Regions from separate parts of the Zea mays genome. Here region 1 is linked to region 2. Evidence: chromatin contacts called from public Hi-C data. All regions are on one chromosome and are shown on one strand. The core of a region is the stretch at or near the end of the contact, and the rest is flanking DNA. Distances in the headings are between cores, read along the strand shown. Region 1 holds the start of LOC100280305. Region 2 holds the start of LOC103647769 (ethylene-responsive transcription factor ERN1).

Region 1 (7,144 bases), core at 4,552-7,051, 150 kb before region 2:
TGAGTGTGGTCCTCTCGTGGCTCCACGGCACCATCATCGTTGAGTTACAGGACATCATCCGTGACCAGGCGGACACTGCTCGACAAGCGTGGCTCGCTCTCGAGGGACAATTCCTCGAGAACCGGAAGGCTTGGGCACTCCACCTCGACGCCCAGTTTCACCATTTCTCTTAGGGGGGGTCTCTCCGTGGAAGAATACTACTGCCAAATGAAGGGCATGGCGGACTCTCTCCGCGACCTCGGCGAGCCCATCGTCGACCGTACCCTGGTGCTGAACCTTCTGCGTGGCCTCAGCCCGCGCTACGACCACCTGAAGGCTCTCATCAAGAAGATCATACCCTTCCCCGCCTTCTACGCTGTCCGAAACGAACTTCTCCTCAATGAGCTCACCTTGGAGAATGGAGACTGAGGCCCCTGCTCCAGCGTCGGCCCCCTACAGTGCTCCAATCGGCGGTCAGGCATCCTCGGGGGGCTGGCCCCTCACCCTCCGTCGACTGGGGCTGTCACCCGCACTCCACCCACTGTCCCTGCGGCCCCTCGTCCGGCTTCCAACGCCGACAGAGGTCGTCGTCCCTGCAAGGGTGGCCGCGGGAACAGCGGCTCCACCCGTGGTGGTCCCTCCGGCTGGGGTGGCGGCCAGGCGTGGCCATCATTCTACAACCCCTGGACCGGGACCATCGCCATGTGGCCGAGCCAGGCTACGAGTGCCTCCCGCCCTCCTGCGTTGGCCCTCCTGACCGCGCCTCCCTACGGCGTGCCCCCTCTGACTCCGCCCCAGCTCCCGCCTTTGGGGACCTCCACCCCGACACCATGGTCCCCGGTGGCTAGAGGGTGGGACCCAGCCGCCCTTGCCGCCGCCTTCAGCACCATGGCGATGACACCACCCCCGTCCGACTGGGTGGTCGACTCTGGTGCGTCTTACCACACAACCTCCAACACGGGCACGTTATCCCGCTCATCCCACCCCCATCCCTCATCAATCGTCGTTGGAAACAGTTCCACTCTATCGGTCACCTCAGTAGGTGCCTCAGTTCTCCCCGGACCGTTCTATCTCAACAACGTTCTCGTAGCTCCTCACATTACTCACAGCCTTCTTTACGTTCATCGGTTCACCACCGACAATTCTTGTTCCATTAAGTTTGACCCTTTTGGTTTCTCTGTGAAGGATCTGGCCACCAGGACCCCCCTCGCCAGCTGTGATAATTCGGGGCCCCTCTACACGCTTCGGTCTTCCTCCACTGACGCGTCCTCCCCATCTGTCCTGGTCTCCACCACCTCCTCCACTACTTGGCATCGTCGTCTCGGCCATTCAGGATCTAACGTCATGACCAAGCTCAACAGTAGTTTAGATATTTCATGTAGTAGGGGACATTCTGAGAGCCTCTGTCGTGCTTGTCAGCTAGACCGACATACTCGTCTCCCATTTCCTACTTCTTCTAGAGTTGAGCAGGCTTTTGATCTAGTTCATTGTGATCTCTGGACTTCACCTGTACTCAGTCTTTCTGGATATAAATACTACTTGGTGATTTTGGATGATTTTTCTCACTTTCTTTGGAATTTTCCCCTTCGGCTAAAGTCTGACATGTTCGCCACCCTCACTCACCTTCGCTTGGGTCTCCACCCAGTTCTGTCGCCCGATTCGTGCCCTTCAGTGTCATAACGGCCGCAAGTTCGACAATAATGCCTCTCGCTCCTTCTTTCCTCACCCATGGCGTTCTGTTGCGCCTCTCGTGTCCTTACATCTCTTCCCAGAATGGTCGGGCAGAACGCATGATTCGCACCACCAACATGATTCTCTGCCTTCTCTTTCAGGCGTCTCTCCCTCCCAGCTACTGGGCAAAGGCCCTGAACACCGCTACAGATCTCCTCAACTGCCTCCCCTCGAAGGCAGTGAACCATATCACTCCCCACTTCGTCTTGTATGGCACAGCTCCCTCCTACGACCACCTTCGCATGTTCGGTTGTGCCTGTTATCCCAACACTTCCGCCACCGCTCTCCATAAGCTATATCCTCGCTCCACTCGTTGTCTCTTCCTCAATTACTCCCCTGACCACAAGGGGTATCGATGTCTTGACCTCGCCACCCACCGCATACTCATCTCTCGTCACGTCATTTTCGACGAAGATGTGCTTCCCTTGCTGGCTCCTCCCCACCCACCGATCTCGACTCTCTCTTTGCGTCCGATCCGGTTCCCCCTCCACCCCGGTCGCTCCCGCCTGTTTCTCCCTAGGCTCAGACGCCACCGCCCGTGCCTCTACCCGCACCCCGTGCGGCCTAGACGCCTCGCCTTGCGACGTTACTCGCGCCATGCGCGGCCCCGTCGACCCCTCCCGCGCCCTGTGCGGTCCTGCCGATGAGCGCAGCCCGCTTCGCCGACCCCGCTCTCGTCTACCGCCGCCGCGAGCGAGCCACTCCATCGGCCCCCGCCGAACCGGCACCGTCGACGAGCGCGGCTCACTTCGCCAACCCCGCCCTCGTCTACCACCGCCGCGGGCTGCCCCTCCCTCAGCTCCTGACGACCCGTCGACCCGCACCGAGCCTCCCGTGTACCACCCAGTCGCCATCCACCGCGACCCTGGGCACGTCCACCCGACGGTGACTCGCCACGCCGCCGGCGTTCTCTACGCAATTGACCCAGCCGACACGACTGCCACTCCTTTAGATGCCTCACTGTTTCCCTCCTCCGTTTGCGTCGCCCTCGTCGACCCACACTGGCATCGCGCTATGGAGGAGGAGCACGTGGCCCTGCTAGCCAACCACACCTGGGACCTGGTCCCACGTCCACCAGACACCGACGTGGTCACCGAAAAGTGGCTCTTTAGCCACAAGATGACCTCGGACGGCTCCCTCGACCGCTACAAGGCCCGTTGGGTCCTTCGAGGCTTCACCCAGCGCCCCGGAGTGGACTACGACGAGACCTTCAGCCTCGTCGTCAAGTTCGCCACCATTCGAGCCGTCCTCTCCCTCGCCCTCTCCCGAGACTGGGTGATCCATCAGCTCGATGTCAAGAATGCCTTCCACCACAACGCTCTAACGGAGACTGACTATTGCAGCCAGCCCACTGGCTTCGTCGACGCCGCTCATCCGGACCAAGTCTGCCGACTGAACCACTCCCTGTACGGCCTCAAACAGGCGCCGCGGGCATGGTACAGTCGCTTCGCCTCCTACTTGGCCTCCATCGGCTTCGTCGAGGCCAAGTCGGACACGTCCTTGTTCATCTACTGGCACGACGACGACACCGTCTACCTCCTCTACGTCGACGACATTGTGCTCACGGCATCGATCGCCGACCTTCTACAACGCACGATCACCGCCCTTCAGCGGGAATTTGCGATGAAGGACCCAGGGCCTCTTCACCGCTTCCTCGGCATCACTGTCGAGTGTCGTCCTCAGGGTCTCTTCCTCCACCAGCGCCAATACGCCATCGACATCCTGGAGCGTGCTGGCATGTCCGACTGCAAGCCCTGCTCCACGCCTGTCGACACCCAGGCGAAGCTCTCTGAGGACGACGGGCACCCGGTCGCGAACACAACATCCTACTGGAGCCTAACTGGTGTGCTCCAGTACCTGACCTTCTCTAGACCCGACATCGCCTACATCGTCCAGCAGGTGTGCCTACATATGCACACCCCGCGGGAACCCCATCTCACCGCTCTCAAGTGGATCGTACATTGTACGCTACCTCTGCGGCTCCCTTGACTACGGCCTTCTACTCCGACCCTCCCCGACGTCGGAGCTCATGGTCTACACTGACGCTGATTGGGTTGGCTGTCCCGACACGCGCCGGTCCACTTCCGGTTATGCCGTATTCCTGGTCGCCAACCTCGTCTCCTAGACCGCCAAGCGGTAGCCCGTCGTCTCCCGCTCCAGCGCAGAGGACGAATACCGTGACGTAGCCAACAACGTGGCAGAGGCCTCCTGGCTGCGCCAGCTACTCCAGGAGCTCCACAGCCCCCCTTCAGCGCACCACCCTCATCTACTGTGACAACGTCATCGCGTTCTACCTCTCCACCAATCCTGTGCAGCATCAGCGCACGAAGCACGTGGAGATCGACCTGCAGTTCGTCCGCAAGCGTGTCGTTGCCGGTGACGTTCGGGTTATGAACGCCGCCACCACGCTACAGTTCGTCGACATCTTCACCAAGGGGCTACCATCGAGTGTATTCATCGACTTTCGATCCAGTCTCAACATATGTACATGATAGAGTTGAGACTACAGGAGGTGTTAGAGTACCCGTTAGGGTTTTGGGGTTAGCCCCTTGTAATTACAGTCTCACCCCCGTGTAATGTGCCAGGCCCGTCTAATTTGGTCTATTAATACAAACACCCAACCCTGAGTTAGGGTTAGGGTTTCCCACATATATAATATCAAATAAATATCATTAAACTTATGGGATATATTTTCATACTATACTTATTTGATGTCATAAACATTAATATTTTTACATATATATTGTGTCAAACTTTAGAAATGTTGACCAAGAATGTACCTAGAATTGCATTATTTTGTGGACAGAGGTAGTACAACGTAGCTGACATTATAAATCTAAATAATAGAGCATTAGAAACTCACATGGATCCTAAAGCAGTTCCTCGGATTGTATGTGGCCTTAAAAATCTCCAGCAGGAATCCTTGAGGTCTAACAGTGTCTTTGATAATGGAGCTGCTCCAGCAGCATCAGCTCGAGAGCATTCCTGCAAGAGGACCAGTAAAATCAATGTTGTCATACTCATACCATTCAAAAAGATGTGCATGGCTTAGTTAGGTAAATACAGTGATGCCTCCGAGTAATAGCAATGGCGAGCTCATGCATTCATCATTCTCATGAATACTGTTGTTAGTAATGCAGTACGATCCAAAGGTAATATCCTCCATACTTTGATTGGCATCCATTTTTGTGGAGCTTTGATGATAATTAGGGTAACTAGGTAATCAAATGGCTGACTGATGTAATTGACGGGCATCCATATTTACACTATACAAGAAACAAAACAAATTAATTGGCATCCATGTTTACACTCTGCAAGTGTGCCTAATCTAGAAACATTGTTAAAGAGAGTGCAATTGAATTTACAAGGATGCAAAAAAAATTCAAGCAGATAGCAATATACATTCACATCCCGGCTCTATGAATAGTTGAACACCCACCAAAGTCGCTAATATGTGCAGTAGCCTTTAGAAATGCAAATATGAACCGCACATTTAGAAATAGCAGTACTATCGTGTGCCCCTCCAAACACAACTGCAGAATAAGAAAGTCGTAGGATGTATGCAACTATGTATATGACAACGGTTAGTGTACGCTCTTAGCAGGTATTGCTAATTATTTATCCGTGTCCTCCCTAGAAGAGCTAGCAGCACACTCTAATTGAACAGTTGAATTTACTGGTATGGAACAATGACATTAGCAACAACGCTAGCAATACAGTTTGATTGGCGGGAGTGCTGCAGCTGCAGCACAAATCGGAAATCTCTGGCGCTGCATCCCGCTGCAACAGAATAAGCACCGCAGACGACCGCAGGGTGTCAGGGCGGCATTGGGCTAGAGACAGAATCAGGCCATCAGGGGGACTTACCCGCACGGTGCCGCGGCGGTGCTCGCGGGCGGCACTGCAGGGAGCGCGAGAGGCGTGAGGGAAGCCGCCTGCGGAGGCGGATGAGAGGAGCGGCAGCGCGGGCCGCGATGGGCTGATCACGCGGATGGCGGGGGCGGCGAGGAAGCGAGCGGTGACGGCAGTACTGGGCGGGAGAGGAAGGGAGGCCAGGGGAGCCATGGGGGGAAGGCCGTAGTGGGGTTGGGAGGGGGGTGGGGGAGCGCGAAACAAGACAGCGAAACAAGACAAGGCGGGTGACGACTGACGAGAGCCGTGGGCGTGTTATCCTGTGGCTGCAGTGCGCTGCTGCTTGACAACCCCAAAATATAGATTCCGCTAGGTGCCACTGTTTAGTAGGGTGGGTATTTTAAAACCCGAACATGAACCGAATTCGAATAGATTAAATTGATGATCTATTCGAATTTTTGGGTTCAAATTCGGTTTCTATATATGCTATATTTTGGGATATGGGTTTGAGTTCGGTTTCTATCCTTTAAAACCCGAATGGACCAAATAATCTGATATATAAAAAACTTTTAATATGTGATGATATTATTATAATATGATTTATGAACTTATTAGCTCAAAATTATGATATCGCCTTAGCGATAATGTATATATATAATCAGTATGCTATTTTTTAGTCACTTGTTGTAATAATAGACTTCCAATTAACTATTAATTGTATATATTTTAACAAACAATACTAGTCTTTCTACTATTTGGTGGACGGCTGGAGTTGATTAAAGATTATGAACTAGAGATACATTATCATTCGGACAAAACAAATGTGTTTGTAGATGCTCTGAGCAGACAGAGTCAAGTCAACATGATGGTTGCATAGCTAATGTCATATGAGTTGGCCAAGTGATTCGACAAGCTGAATCTCGGGTTTCTGAATAGCACGCAGGGAGTGACAGTTGAACTGGAACCCACCCTAGAGAGGGACATCAAAGAATGGCAGAAAGATGACGAGAAGATCAATAAGATCCGACAGCTAATCTCAGAAGGGAGAGGCAAAGACTTTCGAGAGGATGCAGAAGGCGTGGTATGGTTTAAAGATCGGTTATGTGTTCCCGATATCAAGTCGATTCGGGAGCTAATCCTCAAGGAAGCCCATGAAACAGCTTATTCTATACACCCTGAAAGTGAGAAGATGTACCAAGACTTAAAGAAGAGATTCTGGTGGTACGGTATGAAAAGGGAGATCGCAGAGTATGTCGCCATATGTGACAATTGTTAGAGAATTAAGGCGGAACATAAAAAATCAGCCGGTTTGTTGCAACCACTACAAATTCCTCAATGGAAGTGGGATGAGATCGAGATGGACTTTATAGTTGGCTTGCCTCACACTCGAGCCGACTATGTCTCCATCTAGGTAGTGGTGGACCGCTTAACAAAGGCGGCCCATTTCATACCAGTCAAGACCAACTACAGCAGTGCAGCGTTGGCAGAGTTATGCATGTCTAGAATTGTCTGTTTACATGGAGTACCGAAGAAGATAGTATCGGATTGAGGAATGCAATTCAGCTCTCACTTTTGGTAGCAG
Region 2 (6,758 bases), core at 3,972-6,471:
CGCTTGGTGCACCCTAGGTGGCCATAGTTCATATGGGAAAGGAGGGGAAGACTGGAGAGCAGTAAGGTGAGGCGGGTCCGGAGGATCTGCTGCAGATTAGATCCTCACAAAAAACACACACGAGGGAGGGAATGACGAGCGATGCACAGAGTCCATAGGGAGGATTTTTTGTTTAAGGAACTAGACTATCTTGGATGAGGTGGTGCATCATGTGTTCTTCCCATGAATTTTGGTGAAATTTCCCATTCTTGATGCTTGTACTAATTGTTGCTTGCGAGGTATAAAGTGGTGGAAAACCAACTTAGTCTATGCCACGAACCAAACAAAAAAGTGAGGATTGAGAAGATGGATGAAGGGCAGGCTTGGTGCAGTGGTAAGAGTTCTCACTGAGTTTGGGTTCGAAGCAGGCTCTCCGCATTTGCGGGGAAAGGCTTGCCTCGGCTTATCCTTTCCTAGACCCCCACTCATGTGGTCTCCGGCACTAGGTCTGTCCTTGAGAAGATGATGGACCACACACACTAAGCTTAAGTATATTGCGTGGTGTCAATTTTGTTGTTTGCTTCGCGGGGAGAAATTTACTCTGCGCATTTTTTAGATAATGGGATAGAGTGTTCCCAGCCTACATCACGAAGATGACGGCCTGTCATGCCAACACAAAACCAACAGATCCAACTCAAAGAGCCACAAGCGGCGATACAAACCCCAAACGCAGTTGGGTGGACAGCAAAAAGTAAAAACAACGCTCACAGAGCGATCCTATTACTAAACTGCCACCCATGAAAAGCGAAGATCTGCATCACTGTCGTCTCAAGCTTCCTGCAGGCCTCCCTGATAACATTGGCGTCTTCCTCATGCCTTTGAAGTTGCGCCCAGAAACGACACCAGTAGGTTCCTCTGTAAAGTACCTGCATGTAAGTTTTGATCGGACTTTTATTAAAAACCACATCATTCCTACTTAGCCAAGTTGCCCAGCATATGGCTATAGCCCCTACTAGAATCTTTAGTCTATCCTTGGGGGAGAATCTCCGGGCCCAAAGATTAAAAAGATCATAAACGCTATAAGGTGTCCTTAACCCAAAGGTGAGACTCAGCGCCCGCCACATGAATTTACTCTGCGCATGAAACTATTCTAAACTGAATCAATTCATGCTTCTCAGGTTGTTCCAGCCTGGCTTAACTGCTTGCCAATAAAAGATGACAAGATTGAAGCTAAAGCTGTACATGAACAACTTTGCTCAATGGTGGAGAGGTAGTCTCATGACTGGAAGTCTGCCGACAAGGATAATGTTTTTGCAGTTTATCATTATCCTTTCTGCTTGGAGGTCGGATGCTGAAATTCTCGGTCCTCACAGTCAGTATCTTCCTAAAGTTGTTTTAATTTTTGCAGAGGTCCATTGGCAGTTGATTTTGAAATATGCGAATATGCTTATCATTACTTTATTTTATTTTCCTACACATCGATATAATTTGTTCAGTCATGAATGGTTTATTTTCCAATCTGTATATTCTGTAGGTTTTGTGCAATGGAACAGAACTCGCCACTGATGAAACTAAAAACAGGATGGTGAATGTCTTGAGGCGTTTCCTGCAGACTTCGCCTCCTGATTTTCTTGCATCAACGTTTTCCAACTTGCAACCGCAGCAACAGCTACTGCTGCAGTCCGTCTTGTCGGCATAGTCTTTTCTGCAGCTGCAAAGTCTGGGCTTGTGTTTTTTTTCTTCTTAATGTTTTTTCAGCCAATTCTTTATAGTGAATCTTTTTCTGGGTGGGGTAATTTGTGAATGCATTGCTGGCTTCAACGAACAGGAAGCTGCCACCACACATGCATGGTTTTGATAGTGCATATATTTGTCTTGTAGTCGAAATATGGTTTGAGATGTGCTGCAACAGAGGTGCAAGGGAAATGGTATTGATGGGTTGGACATATGCAGTTTTGGTGATGAGATTGATTGGAGTTACGTTCTGCTTCTCTTTAATGCCATTTAATTCTGTAGTCATTTACTCTCTCCGTTCTAAAATATAGTTCTTTCAAGCTTTTTTATTTTCGTCCGTATTGGAATGAATGATAATGAATATAAACATACATATAAATTATATTTATAGATTAATTAATAAATACATATTTAGTCTAAAATGAATTATATTTTGGGACGGAGGCTCTTGCAAATTATTAAATACGCTGTTTGAAGATGCAGAAGCTGTGCGTTTTCCTGTGTCCAGCGGCCAAGTGACAGCGAATGCTTCAGTTTTTTTTTTTTGATCGTGTCTGCATACGAGTTGCACAAAAAAAAGTTGCGGGTGGAATCGAAGATTCGCGACGGTTGGGGATTCCCAAACCGAAATTGTTATCCCAGCAATCTAATATATACCTCACATGTGCATATGTACGTCTGAAGTTTTTCTTTCTTTCTGTCATCTTATTTGACTGCGTATCTTATTTATTTTTTATAAATAATATTTATTTCATCATTAAAGATAAAATAATTATGACTTCTTTATTTAATTATTTATATCAAATAGAATAAAATAAATAATTATCTATGATATTTAAAAAGTTATAAGCGTAATCTATTTTAAGGATGAGGGATTATCAATTAAGGGTTGGTTTGGTTAGTGATGGATTGTGGAAGATTGAAGGGGATTAAATTTCTTTTTATTACAAAATTTTATAGGATGGGATTTAATGCCCATCAATCTCTCCCGGTCTAGTTTGGATACTCTAGTAATGAAAGAAATTGGAGTAGATTAATATGTATTGTAGAAGTTTTTGATCTTTTAGGGATTTAAACACTCTCCAATCCCTCCAAACCACCTCAAAACTAAAGTATGCAAACTAAGCCTTAATCTACTCTAAACTGAACAATCCTTAGCGTATCACGTGGAGGTGGAGCTTGTATACCGTCCTACACAAATCACAAAGCATGTACATTTGTCACAACAGAAGAATCAATCATAACAAATAGGAAATGTGCTTTTCAGGTAATTCTCGGCCTTTCGCTGCAAAAGGTTTTGAAACCGGCGAGTCGCTGAGCAAGAATTGGCCGCGAGAGGCTTTTTTTTACCTCCCAAAGTCCAAAACACGGCTGGGAATACGTCCATCTTTTCCAGCTCCACGGCGGCTCCGGGCTCCGCACCCGAAGACAAATCTGAAACCAACCCAAATGGCGATGCCAAGATGCCATCTTCTTGACCTTGCTGCAGCCCCAAAAAAGTGGTCTTTTGTCGTGTTAGCGCAAGTAGCCCACCAAGCTCGACAAAGAAATGCACCTTGACAGCGACGAACAGGGCATCTGCCGTGCTACGAAACAAGACCTCACAAGCCATAGCCTCTTGGAGTCATCTTGACTAGTATAAAAAACACTGTGGCCAGTGTGGGTGCCCTACCGTATTTGCTCAATCAGCAGGTTGGAGGGCATTAATTTATGGGGGGGTGGAATGACGCGCCACAATTTGACAAAGCTCGCCTTTTTGATAGGTGAGGTTGAAGGCGTCCGTGATGTGTGTCTGTCAGCCATGACGATGACCTTTTCCTCCTGTGATCGAATTGTGGGTGCAAAGACCTATATTTCATTAAAACTAGCAGTGCCGTCTCTTTAGGTTGGAGAAATCAAGAAAGCTTTTGCCGTCACGCTTGCTCCATCTTTAACCGGCTATACAATTGTTGCAAGTCTCACAAGCAAAGATTCTCCAGGCTCTACATTTGTCTCCTAGTATATTGTAAAAAAAAAACCAAAGCTTTAGGACTCTTACTTTTTGTTCCTCGAACTCCTTAAGTGCCTGTCCCCCAAAAGAGAAAACACGAACGAGTACTCAAGTGTTGATCTGAAGTTGGAAAAAGGCAGCTCACTATCACCTATTTGTGATAAGTTTTTCTTTGTGTATCCGAAGCTTATACTACCCAATTTGGCCACCAATACATGATTCAAAAAAGATCAATGACCCCATTCCCTACTTCAACAGGAAAAAAGGGGAACATTACAAAAAATCTCATGTCAACAAAAATTCACCGAATTCGAGTTTTTCTTGTAACTTTACCAGATGTCGAGACACTAACATTATCCATTTTTCAACAAAGTTTTTCTTATCCCAATGACACCCGAAACCGAGTCAGATCGTGTCAAAATAACACTTTCTTTGAAATGCGTTTGAAGTACGAAAGCTTACCTGTAAGCATTTAGTACTACGAAAAACAATTTGGGGGCGGCTGAATATGTATCAGTACAAAAGATGCTCTGAAAAAAAAATACTGAAGGGCTCCCAAATTAAAACTGAGCTAACGAAGGACAAACATACATCATCCAGTGACGGAGAAAGACTTGGTTGATAGCAGTATTCGTCAAGAAACACGATAAACAAAGTGCAAGTGGCGTGGTTGATGAAAAGCTGATGTTCAACCGTTTCTACTTTGTATCCTAATCGACATCGTCACTTGCTCTCCCTAATGCTGCCATGTGGCGGGCTATGGAGCAAACCAGACCTGGTCTCATGTTAGTGGCTTGACTAGAGAGGTAATCGTAGATTAGGGAAGAACTAGTCCAATCAGTGTCCTGGAATTTTTCAGTTAGGGCAATGCTTGCTGGTGTGCTTCCAAGCTTTACCTGGTGGTGTGCTGACTACTGACTTGGCATAGTAGTGAGGAGCATGTACTTGCTGACCTCTAGTGTACTTGTTTGCCTGCCGCCTGCAGGCATGAATTCTAAAGTTTAAATTGAAAAAGGAATTTCCATTGTATTGACTCAAAAGCAGAATGGTTATCTTTAGTATGGTTAAGTAGTGACCTCTCGTATTCAACATGGATAATTGTACTATAATGAGAATCCAAATGATGGGAAACACGAAAAGTCAAAATATTGGTGAGCGGTGATGCACTATATCTACAAATTTCTCAACTTTGCTGATTGTATTCAGCAAAAGCATAAATTACTTAACTTGGTTAATATGTAAAGAAAAAGGACAGGCTTAATAAGCAAAAACATAAATTACTGACAATGCATGATGGCGAAACCGAAAAACAAACTGAAAGGACAAAAGGATCCCAACAAGATGTCTTATCCCCAAACAGTCACTTCCATTTCCACGACATGATCATAGGCAGACCAGCATTTGACCAGCCCCTGACAGTAACCCTACAGGTTCCATTGCCAATGCCAAGTGACTGGATGCCCTGAAATCCACTATAAATCCTCCCTCCCCAGTGCTCAACTGCTCATCACCACCAGAACTACCAAGCGTCGACACCTGTCTTCCTCCTCCCCTCCAACCAGCAGCTCAAAGCCAACAAAGCTCACATGGAGCTCCACTTCCAGCCGCAGCCACCAGTGTTCCAGCTCGAGGGCTACACCAGCAGCAGCAGCTACTACTACTACTACCAGCAGGAGGCCGCGGCGCAGGCCAAGCCGTCCAAGCCACGGTGCCGGAAGAAGGGCAGCAACAACCACAGCAAGTTCGTCGGCGTCCGGCAGCGCCCGTCGGGCCGGTGGGTGGCGGAGATCAAGGATACCACGCAGAAGATCCGCATGTGGCTCGGCACCTTCGAGACCGCCGAGGCCGCGGCCAAGGCCTACGACGAGGCCGCCCGCCTCCTACGCGGCAGTGACGCCCGCACCAACTTCGCACCGCGCATCTCTCCCGACTGCCCGCTCGCCGTCCGCATCCGCGGGCTCCTCCACCACAAGAAGATCAAGAAGGCCAAGGCCTCCGCGGCGGCCGCCGCCGCCAAGCAGCAGGCGTCGAGCCCTCCTGCCCCCAGTCCCACCACAAGCAATAGCAATAGTCATAGTCATAGCACGAATAGTGCTTGTGGTGGTGGCTCCAGCAGCAGCAGCAGCTCCAGCTCCAGCAGCGTGGTCAGCTGCGACGATGCCATGGCCATTCAGCGCGGCGGCATCGGTGTACTGGGCGCCAGCGAGGTGTACCGGCCGGAGTTCGCCACCGCGGGCGCCGAGGAGTTTGATTCTTGGATGTTCGACTCGGCGTTCGCCCAGTTCCCGGCGCTGGACAGCTTCGTGGCCGTCGACAGCGTTGTCCCAGTTGCTGGTGCCACTGAGGAACCGATCGTCGCCGCGACGCGGGGCGCCGAGATGGCTGAGTTCGAGCGGATCAAGGTGGAGCGGCGCATCTCGGCGTCGCTGTACGCCATGAACGGCCTGCAAGAGTACTTCGACCGGGTGCTCGACGCCTCCGCCTGCGACTCGCTCTGGGATTTGTCTCCGCTTTGTCACTAGATTAGCTTCACCTGTTGTCCTGTTCTTTGCTCTGATCTTCCGACTCCTGGGTGGTGGCCTTGGCCATTGTCGGTGAAAGTAACAAGTGTCAGGTGTATCCGTGTATGTGCTTCTGCAGTACAAAGGGGCCGAACGTTAGATGATCATCATTGTTGTAGTTGTAGTCAGTCTATGCATTTTTGTGCAAGAATGCCTCAAATCTTGCCTTATGGCAAAGCAAATCGTTGCACATTTCGATGTTCTTCTTGGTGATGATTGTGATGGATACTGTGGGTGTAAGAAAAAATCTCGATGATGAGTAGATTCTAATCTACTGAGATATTCCTGTTGTGCACTATCACCTCCTCCGTGGCCATCTCTTCCTTGTTGAGGCAGAGGATCTCCACTTGGTGGAGGTGGAGGATCAATGGAGCTATCTTCTTTGACGTCGTCTTGAGTTTCCTGCAATGGTGGTGGGATAAAACTGTCGTTCGCCCCCGCCACCATTAGGGTTACAGCTCTTCCAGTCACTCACAAACACTACACGCTGGAGA

What was found. Hi-C and Micro-C count contacts between places; a contact is called where the count stands out from the background.
Region 1: a Hi-C map of leaf mesophyll shows a contact between it and region 2, with 2.4 times the contacts expected there. The contact joins the promoter of LOC100280305 here to the promoter of LOC103647769 in region 2. A contact is called at or near these places in 4 of 25 Hi-C or Micro-C datasets (endosperm, leaf, leaf mesophyll and 1 more).

What each region holds. Positions count from the first base shown.
Region 1 is chr2:213,696,184-213,703,327 of Zm-B73-REFERENCE-NAM-5.0, reverse strand. LOC100280305 reads right to left here and starts at 5,801. Exons shown (of 11, transcript NM_001153231.1): 1 at 5,578-5,801; 2 at 4,574-4,695. The coding sequence starts at 5,775.
Region 2 is chr2:213,545,606-213,552,363 of Zm-B73-REFERENCE-NAM-5.0, reverse strand. LOC103647769 (ethylene-responsive transcription factor ERN1) reads left to right here and starts at 5,221. Exons shown (of 1, transcript XM_008672283.2): 1 at 5,221-6,464. The coding sequence starts at 5,290. The coding sequence ends at 6,225.